Regions from separate parts of the Mus musculus genome. Here region 1 is linked to region 2. The links are chromatin contacts, called in public promoter capture Hi-C maps. All regions are on one chromosome and are shown on one strand. The core of a region is the stretch at or near the end of the contact, and the rest is flanking DNA. Distances in the headings are between cores, read along the strand shown.

Evidence for each region. Promoter capture Hi-C pulls out the DNA fragments that hold promoters and counts their contacts.
Region 1: a promoter capture Hi-C map of stem cell-derived epiblast-like cells shows a contact between it and region 2, with 4 times the contacts expected there. The contact joins the promoter of Rnf138rt1 here to the promoter of Car5b in region 2. A contact is called at or near these places in 2 of 39 promoter capture datasets (the C10 cell line and stem cell-derived epiblast-like cells).

The regions. Positions count from the first base shown.
Region 1 is chrX:163,759,184-163,764,806 of GRCm38.p6, forward strand. Rnf138rt1 (ring finger protein 138, retrogene 1) reads right to left here and starts at 2,149. Exons shown (of 1, transcript NM_028842.3): 1 at 956-2,149. The coding sequence starts at 1,800. The coding sequence ends at 1,054.
Region 2 is chrX:164,024,703-164,030,283 of GRCm38.p6, forward strand. Car5b (carbonic anhydrase 5b, mitochondrial) reads right to left here and starts at 3,308. Exons shown (of 8, transcript NM_181315.4): 1 at 3,233-3,308.

The DNA of each region.
Region 1 (5,623 bases), core at 899-3,398, 270 kb before region 2:
TCTTCTCCCTCATCCCTTCCATTTCCCATTCATCCCCCTCCTCCTCCCACCCCTCCTCCCATCTCTGTTCTCTCCCATGCCTTCCATTTCTCACTCATCCCCCTCCTCCTTGTCCCGCCCCTCCTCCCATCTCTCTTCTCTGCCATCCCTTCCATTTCCCACTCATCCCCCTCCTCCTTGTCCCATCCCTCCTCCCATCTCTCTTCTCCCTCATCCCTTCCATTTCCCATTCATCCCCCTCCTCCTCCCACCCCTCCTCCCATCTCTGTTCTCTCCCATGCCTTCCATTTCCCACTCATCCCCCTCCTCCTTGTCCCACCCCTCCTCCCATCTCTCTTCTCTGCCATCCCTTCCATTTCCCACTCATCCCCCTCCTCGCCCCACTCCTCCTCCCATCTCTGTTCTCTCCCATGCCTTCCCCCTCCCCTTCCCCATTCATCTCCCTCCTCCATCTCCCACCCCTCCTATCTGTATTCTTCCCCATCCTTCCCACTCCTTTTCCATTTACCTCCCTCCTTCCCTACTCCTCCTATCTCTCTTCCCTTACCCACTTCCTCTTTTCCATTCCTCTCCCTCCTTGCTGTCCCCCTCCTGTGTTTCTCTTCTCACCCATCCCTCCTCCCCACATACCCTCTCTCTCTCTCTCTCTCTCTCTCTCTCTCTCTCTCTCTCTCCTGTCCTGGAACTCACTTTGTAGACCAGGCTGGCCTCGAACTCAGAAATCCACCTGTCTCTGCCTCCCTAGTGCTGGGATTAAAGGCATGTGCCACCCCACCCAGCCCCACATACTATCTCTTCCCTTGCTCCTCCCCATTCCTGATCCCCACCCTCTTTTCTTCTCTCCCATCCCTCCCCACTCCTCTTCTGTCCTCTTCCTTCCCCCTCCCTGATCCTCTTGTCCAAGGGACTAAGTTTTAACATAATTTCGATTTGTAATGAAAGAAAAACTAAAAGGTCAGACTGATCACTTTTATTTAAAACATCAAGTTATTGAAGGGATGTTTTAATGTAAATTGTCCCTTAGGAACAATTGTAGAAATGAGTACAGTCCCTCTAGATGTTGACGTGGAAGGACTCTTCAATGGCGATCTGAAATTGGGTTTCCTCATCCAGCTGAAGATTCACGAAATCTCCGTAATCAAACTGATGCCTCTGATTAAGGTGACTAACAAAATTTCTGGTGAGTTGAGGCGGGTCGCCCCATGGAAGAGATAGGCAAATTGGGCAAGTGACTGAAACGACACGACCTCGGTGGCTGCTGTTGCAATGATCCAGCAAACGTTGCCTGCTCATGGTTACTTCTTCACACAGAGGACAATCGAAGGTGGGCTCATCAGGTGGGCTTGCGTTCTCTTCCTCTTCTTGTAAAACCTCAGCATTCGCTGAGGCCGGTGCCTCGTTGTTACTGTTGCCCACGGAGTTTGGAGACTGTTGGAAGCTTGAAACAGATGTAGAAACTCCAAATTCATCCTGGTACTTTTCGCAAGTTTTGTAGTGCTGCCTCATACGATAGAGTTCAACGCGCTGGGAACAGCATCGGCAATTACCAGGAAAATGTCTCATGATGGTTTCGAGGTCTACAGCCCTCACTGGACAAGCTCTTTCTCTTCTAGTCACATTTCCACGGCACAGGGGGCAGTGGAGCCGGCTCTCCTTCATTGCACTCAGGAAACATTTTCTGCAGAAAACATGCTTACAGGCCGCGACCCGAACTGGCGTTTTGAAGACTTCTTGGCATATCGGACAGTAGAAATCATCTTCAGTATAAGACGTGGTGGAGGCAGATTCTTCCTCGGCCATAGTGGCGACCGGTAGAAGCCCAAGGCGATGGCGGCTCGCGGCTGCCAAGGTGGCGGTGGCGGCTCAGAGCTCCCCTCCGGATCCTCTCCAAGCAGCGCTTTGGGTCAAGCTCTCTCCGCGGCAGATCCGCAGACAGGTGGTCCCCTGCTGCAGTCCGATTTCAGCGCCTTTCTGTCCAGCAGTTGAGTGAGCTTCAGACCACTGGATCTCCAGCGAATGACGGGTGATGCTCTGTTCTTATGAGCCTCAGAACCCGCCAGACCCGAAGCTCATGGTGATGGAGATACCTCCTATTCAGCCATCAGTTGAGAGGTAACTGCTGCCTGCCAGGCTGGTTGGTCACTGCAGAGTGGATAGCCACAGGAGAGCCGGAGGCGGGGTCAATAGGACGGCCTCCATAGCAACCAGCGCGTCGCGCCTTCAGCTGGTTGTGACGTAAGCTGCCAGGTCCGCTTACTTTACCAAGTTTTTTTTTGTTTGTTTGTTTTCTGTTTTTGTTTTTAAATCCAGCTGGGCCTAGTGGCGCAGGCTTGTAATCCTAGCCATTAAGGGGTGCTGAGGCAGTATGATCGCGAGTTCAAACCCAGACTGAGAGATTTAGGGAGCCCCTGTCTGGGAAGAGTACAAAGAGATCCGCCAGCACAGCTTGGTGATTCGATTGCAAGCGCAAGCCGCTGGATTTAATCCCTACGTCTTCATAAAGTCCTCCAGGTACCTAAGTGATCATTCTATGTGGACCACTGCTATCAGGCTACTGTGTGTAACAGTATATTGGCTCTCCTGTATATACCACGTTTCTTTACTCTTCAGCGTGCATCATTTAAAATTCCTAAAATTCACTAATTCAGCTTGTCAGTCCTCTCCTTTCATTAATGAGAACTGAGAAACCTCTCAGTCCTTAAACTAGACAGGTGAGGCCCATAGATCCAAAGCAGAAATCTACAAGCTAAATAGCTGACCTCTTACCAGACCCCTGCTTTAGGATTTTTCCCATCTGTTCTACAAAGCCAAGCAAGAAATTGTGTGATGTTAACTGTATATGAGCTTGAGAAATTATCTACTCTGAGGTCCAGGCAGATGAAATATTTTCTCTCATATCACCCAACAAATTAGTGATGTCCTAGATGTTCCGACAAGAGCAAGAGCCTGACCCTTCGCCATCACCATGCACTTCTGAGTTTCTACTCAGTGTCCCTTGTCACCCAGAGCCACTGACAGTGATAGTGCATATCTTCGAGAGACTTTATTTTTATTCACTTAAAAAATTCTCACCCAAGACTTAGCTAAAAATGTAGCTTTTACCTTCATCATTGCTGCCTGTCCTTCCCTGGGCACTCCCCTGAGGGTGCTCAGGTATGCTAAATCCAAAAGGTGAACACAAACACACACACGGGGGGGGGGGAGAAGTGTTGAAATACAAAAGGCACACCAAGAGCCTCTGATTGCTCATCTGTAAAATGGCACCGTGGGCTGCAATTGAAATTGTTCATAGACTTCTGAAAATATCAAGTGAGATGGTATCCCAAACGTGTTCTCCATGGAACTGTTTCCTAGCAAACAGTGTCTTATTAACCAGCTACCCAGTGTGCTGTACATAGATTTCACAACTTACCCACTTCCTGTAGGATGTCTAAAATAATTGGCCCATAATATTTCTAAACTGTATTCCAGGCGTCTATGGATTTATGACATACATATGGATTTCCACCATGGAGACTGAATCCTCCCAGTATCGATGGTGCATCCTTCCAGACTTCAGGTTCCCATTACTCTTTCTTTCAAAATCACAAGCCTTGTTAGGAAATATGAGGCTTTAAGCAGAAGTGATAGGAGCAGTAGTCCACTGTTAACCTGGAGGTGACAGCTTAATAACCATTGATAATAAGCTTGGGATTTTTTTCTGGCTCAGAGAGTAGAAACAGTTCCAGATTTGCTGTTCAACTTCAGGAAGGTAGCATTGCTACCACCACTATTTTAAATGGCACTGCAAATGGAGCTTTCCCACCTACCCCAATCCAAAGGGAGCAGAAAGGAGGGGGAGAGAGCTAGCTCAGGCAGACAGCAGTGGCTGCCACTACAGTTGTCCTAATCCATCACTAGCTCACATCACAGAAAACAGAAAAAAAATGCTCTCCCATATTTCCTTGATGCTAAGGATTATTACTTCAGGTCCACTTATACGTGTGTGTGTGTGTGTGTGTGTGTGTGTGTGTGTGTGTGTGAGGGGGGGGAGGGAGAGAGAGAGAGAGAATTGTAAAGTAAAAAGACAATTCAATGAAAATGGGCAGAGACCTAGGCCTGTAGCCCTAGCACTCAAGAGGCTAAGACAGGAGAATAAGCATGCGTTCAAGACCACCCTAGCCTGTATATAGCAAGAAAAATAAAGAAGACAAATAAACAAAATATTTGAACAAGTGCTTCACTAAATAAGATGTACAAATGGTGAATACGCACATTAAAAGACAGCCAACATTGTTAGTCCTCTGAATAGGCAAATTCAGACCACAGTGAGATACTATATGCAACTATTAGAAAGACCAAAATAGGGGCCAGAGGCACCTTGGCAGTTAAGAGCACTTACTACTCTTGCAGGGGACTTAGCTCCCAATACCCACAGGGACAATCACATCCATAGTAACTCCAGTTCCAAGGGATATGCCCTCTGACATCAAAGGGCTCCTGCACACATGTGGTGCACCGACATACACTAGGGCACAGACACATAAAATAAAAGAAATAATTTTTAAAGACTGTCCCAATGCTATGCAACAGAATCAGATACTATGAAGCAGGGTAAGGAGTCAGGATGGGGAGGAGCCAGAGCGGTCTTGGATCTGAGCTCTGAAATGTCATGGGAAACACTCTGGTGCTTTCTTATTAAATCAAACTTACATTTAACACACAACTCAGTAGATCTGACTTCGGGGGATTTTCCCAAGGCAATACAACCTTGTATTGCACACAGAACTCTGCCATGGCCCTTTTTATTGGCCATATTCATGACCAGCAAAAGCGAGTATCCTCCGTTACAGAATATATAAGCAAACTGCGGTAGAGCCATACAGTAAATGCTACTTGGCAATAACATAGGACAAACAACCAAGAAATGGCACAGTGTGAATGACGCCTGAATAGTGGGTGAAAGAGGCCACATCAGGCTGCATCCTGCCCGATGCTACCTATGTGGCATTCTGGAGAAAGGGCAACAACAGAAACCAGAAACCAGGAGCTGGGGTTAAGGAAGAGGATAATTAGAAGCCAGCAGCAAGGTCCCCAGCACAGGGACTTGTGGCTAAAGGCTGTAATACCAATACTTAAGAGGCTGAGAGAAGATCACAATGAGTTCAAGGCCAACCTGGGCAACATAATGATTTCTGGATTGAGCTATAGTATGAGACTTATCTCAATGAAAAAACATAATAGACAATAGAGAGATAGATAGAAGACACCAAAGGAAAAATGAGACTGTCCAGAGGAAGGAAGGGAAACAATGGGAGAGGTGGGAGAGGAGCAAAAGAGGTCAAAGTACATGACAGACATGCTCTGTCTGTCATGAAGGTATAAGAACTTCTTCATGAAACCTATCACTATATAAAATTAGTATACATTTTAAAAACACTGTTATATCAAAGCCAGTGGCCTGGAGACATGGCTCAGTGATAGAGTGCTTGCCTGAGACTCTGGGTTCCATTCACAGTACTAAAACAGCAAAGCAAAACAAACAGAAAAGCTAGACACGGTGGTGCACCCCTATAAATTCAGCACTTGGGGGGGGCTGAAGTAGGAGGAAAAGAAAGAAGGGGGAAAAGGAGAGAAAAAGGGA
Region 2 (5,581 bases), core at 2,058-4,557:
CCACTGGACTGGGAGTGTTATATTTGGCCTAATTGACAAGGTGACATTTGAGATAAGGACTGAAAGGGGTCTCTACCCTTATTTGTTAAATAGCTATCTAAAGAAAGGGATTCTAAGTAAACAAAGTGTTTGTGGGAAGATCCAAAAGTAGGAACAACCCTGCCATATTGAAGGGGGCTAACAGAGCCAAAGCAAAGTGACTAGAAAAGACAAACAAGCAATGAGCCAATGAGATGCAGAGGCAACGGGTGTCACCTACTTCTAGACCATAATAATGGCTCTTTCTCTAAACCAAAGCTTCCCAAACATGGCATTGTTAACCAGAAGACTTCTGGTTTCTAGGGGCCGTCCTGTGAATTGTGGAGTGTTTATCTGTATCTATACTATCTAGGCTTCAGTAGAAACTACTAGCACCTACACCAGAGTTAGAAAAACAAAAATATCTCTATACATTGCCAGATGGTGGAAAAAGTTGTTCCAAGTTGAGAACAGTACTCTCAGGGAAATGGGGGCAAAAATGGGGATTTTTTTTGTCCTAAAGAAGAGCAAATCTGATATATATATACACGGGGTGGGGGGAGGGAGTCACTTACTGTTACCTAGTAAAAGTTGCTTGCTGGGCGTGGTGGCGCACACCTTTAATCCCAGCACTCGGGAGGCAGAGGCAGGCGGATTTCTGAGTTCGAGGCCAGTCTGGTATACAGTGTGAGCTCCAGGACAGTCAGGGCTACACACAGAAACCCTGTCTCGAAAAACAAAACAAAACAAAACAAAAAACAAAAAACAAAAGTTGCCTTGGAGCTGGGTATGTTACACATCTATAATCCCAGAACTTGGGAAGCTGAGGCAGGAGGATCATGGTGAGTTTGTGGTCAGTCTGGGCTGCATAGCAAATGACAGGCCAATCAGAGTTAAAACAAACCAAAAAAAAAAATCAAACAAACAATAGTCACACACTGGTCAAGGGTGCTAGGAGTGTAGCTCAGTGGTAGACTGCTATTTTGACATTAGAAGGAAGGCAGTAGGGCCTACCCTCGATGAACAAATAGAAGGAGGCATCAAGAGTGTCCAGTTGGCAGAATAAGAATTAATCCTTGAACAGAGAAACAGAACCTGGCATGAGAAACAAGGAAACATGGCGGTCTTACCATCTATTGCACTCAATTGGAGACATCAAGGGGAGAGCCAAGAGGAAAGCTCCAGGGTAGTTGGCAACCTGGTTCTGGTGCCCAGGAGCCATTACAAAGCTAGACACACACACAAAACTCCAAGAGGTACAGGTGTACCAAGGCAGGCTGGCAGAAAGGGACAATTAAGGGTGCACCTGCCCACAAGGGAATGATGAGTCCAGAAAGAACTGAAAACCGTTGGTCGGGTGTGAACAGAGTTCGAAGAAAATCGAAATAAGTAGAAACTCATCTTAATTACCACTAGGCTACACTACCTATAACAATACTTGAATTTGTTTTAATGTTCAAGTCTAGGGTCAATCCCTTCTGTTAAACTGAAAGTAAATTTCTTGAGAGTTGGTTATTTATAACTTACTTACTGAACTCATACTGTCCAATCTGTTAAACAGTAAATAAAGTTGAACTATCAAACATACCACATCTTAGTGATCTACCACCACTTATTACTGTGTTTCCCGAAAAATGCACCCATGCTCCCATTTGCTCAGAGAGCTGTATCAATGTGCCACGGGGAAGCTAAGCTTTCCACACATATGTTCCCTTTGCCAGCGCTGATTCTTCACGTAGCCCCTTGGATTTTATTGACAGGTCTGATGCTTTGCTAACTTAGAAATGTGTGCAAGGAGAAAGAAGTGTGAAAAGCTACTAAAGAATCATTGATGAATTGGGAATTTACTGTGATAGGTTGTGTGAACTCTGCCTGATTAAACTTTCTCTGTGCAAAACAGACAGCAGAAAGAAAATGTACTCTGAATAAAGGTTACAATCACATGGAAAGAAACTGTGTGTTTCTCATCAGATTGACTCCTGATTTCAAAAGGAAGCAGGCCTTTTGCAACTCCTCAAATCTGAATTAGAGATTATCTTGCCAAATCTTGATGGAGAAAGCTCAGCTTCCTCCTCTCACCCACTTCTTCCCTGGGAGCATGACTCCCATCTGAGAGTGGTACCCTTACTCCTTGGCCTTTCAAGGCCTTCCAGCCTAATTTTAAAGGTTGTGAATTAAGGATGAAACTCCTAAGAATAAGAAAGGTTTTCTGCATCCAACATACCTGTGAACATCAGCTACTCAGGGCAATGTGCGGGGACTGCTCAGGGATCCATGGCAGTTTCTCTCACAAGAAAAAAAAATGGAGCTTACTTCTGTTCTGTTCCTAATCTAGCTAGGTCTTTAAACAGCAGCATGTAAAGATACCAGATTACCAACAAAGGAGACCAGGAAGTGGAAGGCAAAGTGGTTTTTCAATGGCTGAGAAGGCACAAGTTGTCCGGAACCAAGGTGTGCCCATTAGTGCCCAATGTTTCTCAAACATAAAAAGGGAGGGCACTGAAATTAATATCAAAAGGTTGCCAACCAGCCCCGGGGTCAGAAATACTTAACAAAGAATGTCGCACGCAAACTAGAACAGCCACCAACCATTCTATATTTTGGAGGTACCTCTCCTCTAGGTCTAGGGCGGGGCACAAAAAAAGTTAAGGCCAAAGTGAAAACGTTTCTGATTTCTGCAAACAGTGCTGTGACAGTGCTCCACAGCCTGGGGATGGCTGTGAGCCTGTCCCCAGCTCCAGGCTAAGTGGGGGTGGGGATGAAGAAGAAACACCAGAGGGAGAGTCTTAACTGTGCCTCAGTTTCTACGCAGTCTCAGAACTGGTAGCTTTTACCCATGTCTCCAGCTGTTTTTTTGTTTTATTTTGTTTTTTTTTAAACAGGCTGAACTTTTTTTTTAACTTAGATTCAACCAACTCAGGCAACATGCCCTCACAAGGGACTGCTCCTCCCATGCGCCCCCACCCCCACCCCCCAATTCTCTCAAGTGAAAAAAAATGTGAAGGATTCTGGGGACTCTGAATAGTAGAGAAAGGGGGCTAGGGCAGAGAGGACCAAGCCTAGTCAGGCCCGCTGGAACTGAGGCAAGACTGGCAGAACCAACAGCTGTCACTGCCGGATCTGTGGGGTGGAGGGTTCGGAGAAGAGTTGCGGTCCTCTCTGGATCTTTCCAACCTCCCTGAGGTTCCCACTCCGCTCGGCTGCCCATCCTTACCTGGACGTTTTTCTCCGTTTCTCCAACAGCACTTAACAAGTGCCACTGGCAAGTTAGCTTCCCAGGACCAGCTACTGGCTACTGTCCATCAAGGCCTCGCCCCTTGGCGCCCGTGCCACGCCTCCCAGAAGCCACGCCCCCAGCTCTTCAAGCACTGCTAGAGCCATTGGGACCGCCCTAATCCCGCCCCATTTAGACCTGGCGTGCCTCTGCTCTCTGGCCTAACAGACCACTTCTAACTTAAGCCACGCCCCTCAGCCCGAGCCACGCCTCTGAGTTCCTTCAGAACGGGATGGGGGGGGGGGGGAGGAGGAGAACCTCCTAACCCGGTCAACCCTGCTCCCTTCTCTGCTTGCCACAGGCAACGTTTCTGGGATAAAAGTAACAATTCTTGGATAAAATCTGACTGCTGGCCTAAAAGCCTGGTCTAAAAAGTGTCTTTCCTTAAGTTTCATCCATCTCAGAATATCATGATTTTGACAAGCTAGGGCCAGGTGACCCCCAGCGAAAGAAATGCTGGATACATTTTTTCCCATTACCATTCAGCTCAATTTACCCAAGTTTCTAAACATCCTTTGAACTTGAACTGTGGGTTCATGGTCCTTCCAGCCAGTTTGTAAATCCTTCTAAAACTGGACTGGGGCTGGAGAGATGGCTCAGTGGATAAGAACACTGACTATTCTTCCAGAGGACCTGGATTTAACTCCCAGCAACCACATGGCAGCTCATACCTGTCTAACTAGCTCCAATTCAAGGCCTTCTGACACCCTCATATAGACATACATGCAGACAAAACACCAATCAACATAAAAAAATAAAAATAAAATACAAAAAGGTAATTAAAAGAAAAGCAGGACTGTGACATTGTGTTCTAGCCCGCCGGCCTTATCTGACTTTAAATGCAAGGCAGAGGCAGAGGCAGAGGCAGAGGCAGAGGCAGAGGCAGAGGCAGAGGCAGAGGCAGAGGCAGAGGCAGAGGCAGAGGCAGAGGCAGAGGCAGAGGCAGAGGCAGAGGCAGAGGCAGAGGCAGAGGCAGAGGCAGAGGCAGAGGCAGAGGCAGAGGCAGAGGCAGAGGCATCAAACAGTCTCCAGTCTTTCCTGTAGTCTCTTACAGATGATTTTTCTTAGGTGACCAGCACCATCTTGCTATATTGAGACTGATTGTTTTGACACTAAACTAACTGAAACTCTGGTTGTGACTCAGTGCTCTGAGAGTATATATTCAGTTATCCTTCCTCCTTCAAGTCTCCCCACCCCAAAAAATGTGGAGAAGTTACAACCAGCTTGCTGCCCTTGTACTTAAGTCCCTGACTCATTCATTCAAATCACATTTACGGTGTAGATACTCCTCTGGCAAACAAGACAAACCTCAAGGTGCTGATGGTTGGATGTTGCCCCAACTCAGGTTGGGATGTGACAACCCCTCCCCCCCAAAAAAGTCAAAAGGGAAGATGTAGCAAGGAGTTGGTAGGTGAAGAGCATTTAATAGTCACAGTTCCTTCTCCTCCTCGATGCCATGAACATGCACTTCTTTCCTTAAAATATTTTTTTTCAGATTAAAAAATTTTTTGTGTGCTTGAGTGTTTTGTAAATATATATATATATATGTATATATATATATATATATGTAAATACACACACACACACACACACCCCATATGTATGCCTGGTACCCATGGAGGTCAGAAGACAGTGTTGGAGCCCCTAGAACTGGAAGTATGGATGGTTATGAGCTGCCATGTGGGTGCTGGAACCAAACCCTGGTTTTCTGCAAGACCAGAGAGTGACCTTAACCTCTGAGCCATCTCTCCAGCCACTGAAAATACATTTCTTTAAAAAAGCTTTCAGGTATCTCGAACAAGAGACAAACTAGTTTATCTTAAAACAAAACAAAACAAAACAAAAAACATCACATCTATAGCCTACTGCTAATGATAATTAGTTTTTAAAGCAACTTTGGCTACAAATAGAGCAATACATAACAAAACTGAACATCTATCACTTTCTGTTCACAGTACAAGCATGTATGCATCTCAAATCACACTTTAGTTGGGCAGTGGTGGCGCACACCTTTAATCCCAGCACTTGGGAAGCAGAGGCAGGTGAATTTCTGAGTTCGAGGCCAGCCTGGTCTAAAGAGTGAGTTCCAGGACAGCCAGGGCTACACAGAAAAACCCTATCTTGAAAAAGAAAAAAATTCAAATCATATTTTAGTGCATATACAGTAACATGCATTGAATTTCTCACTTCACTGGTCTTCTCTATCCCATTAGGAAGAATGTTACTGGGTAGCAAACACAGAAAGACACCTTATAGTACTTAGTACATTTAGTTCATACAACAAATCCC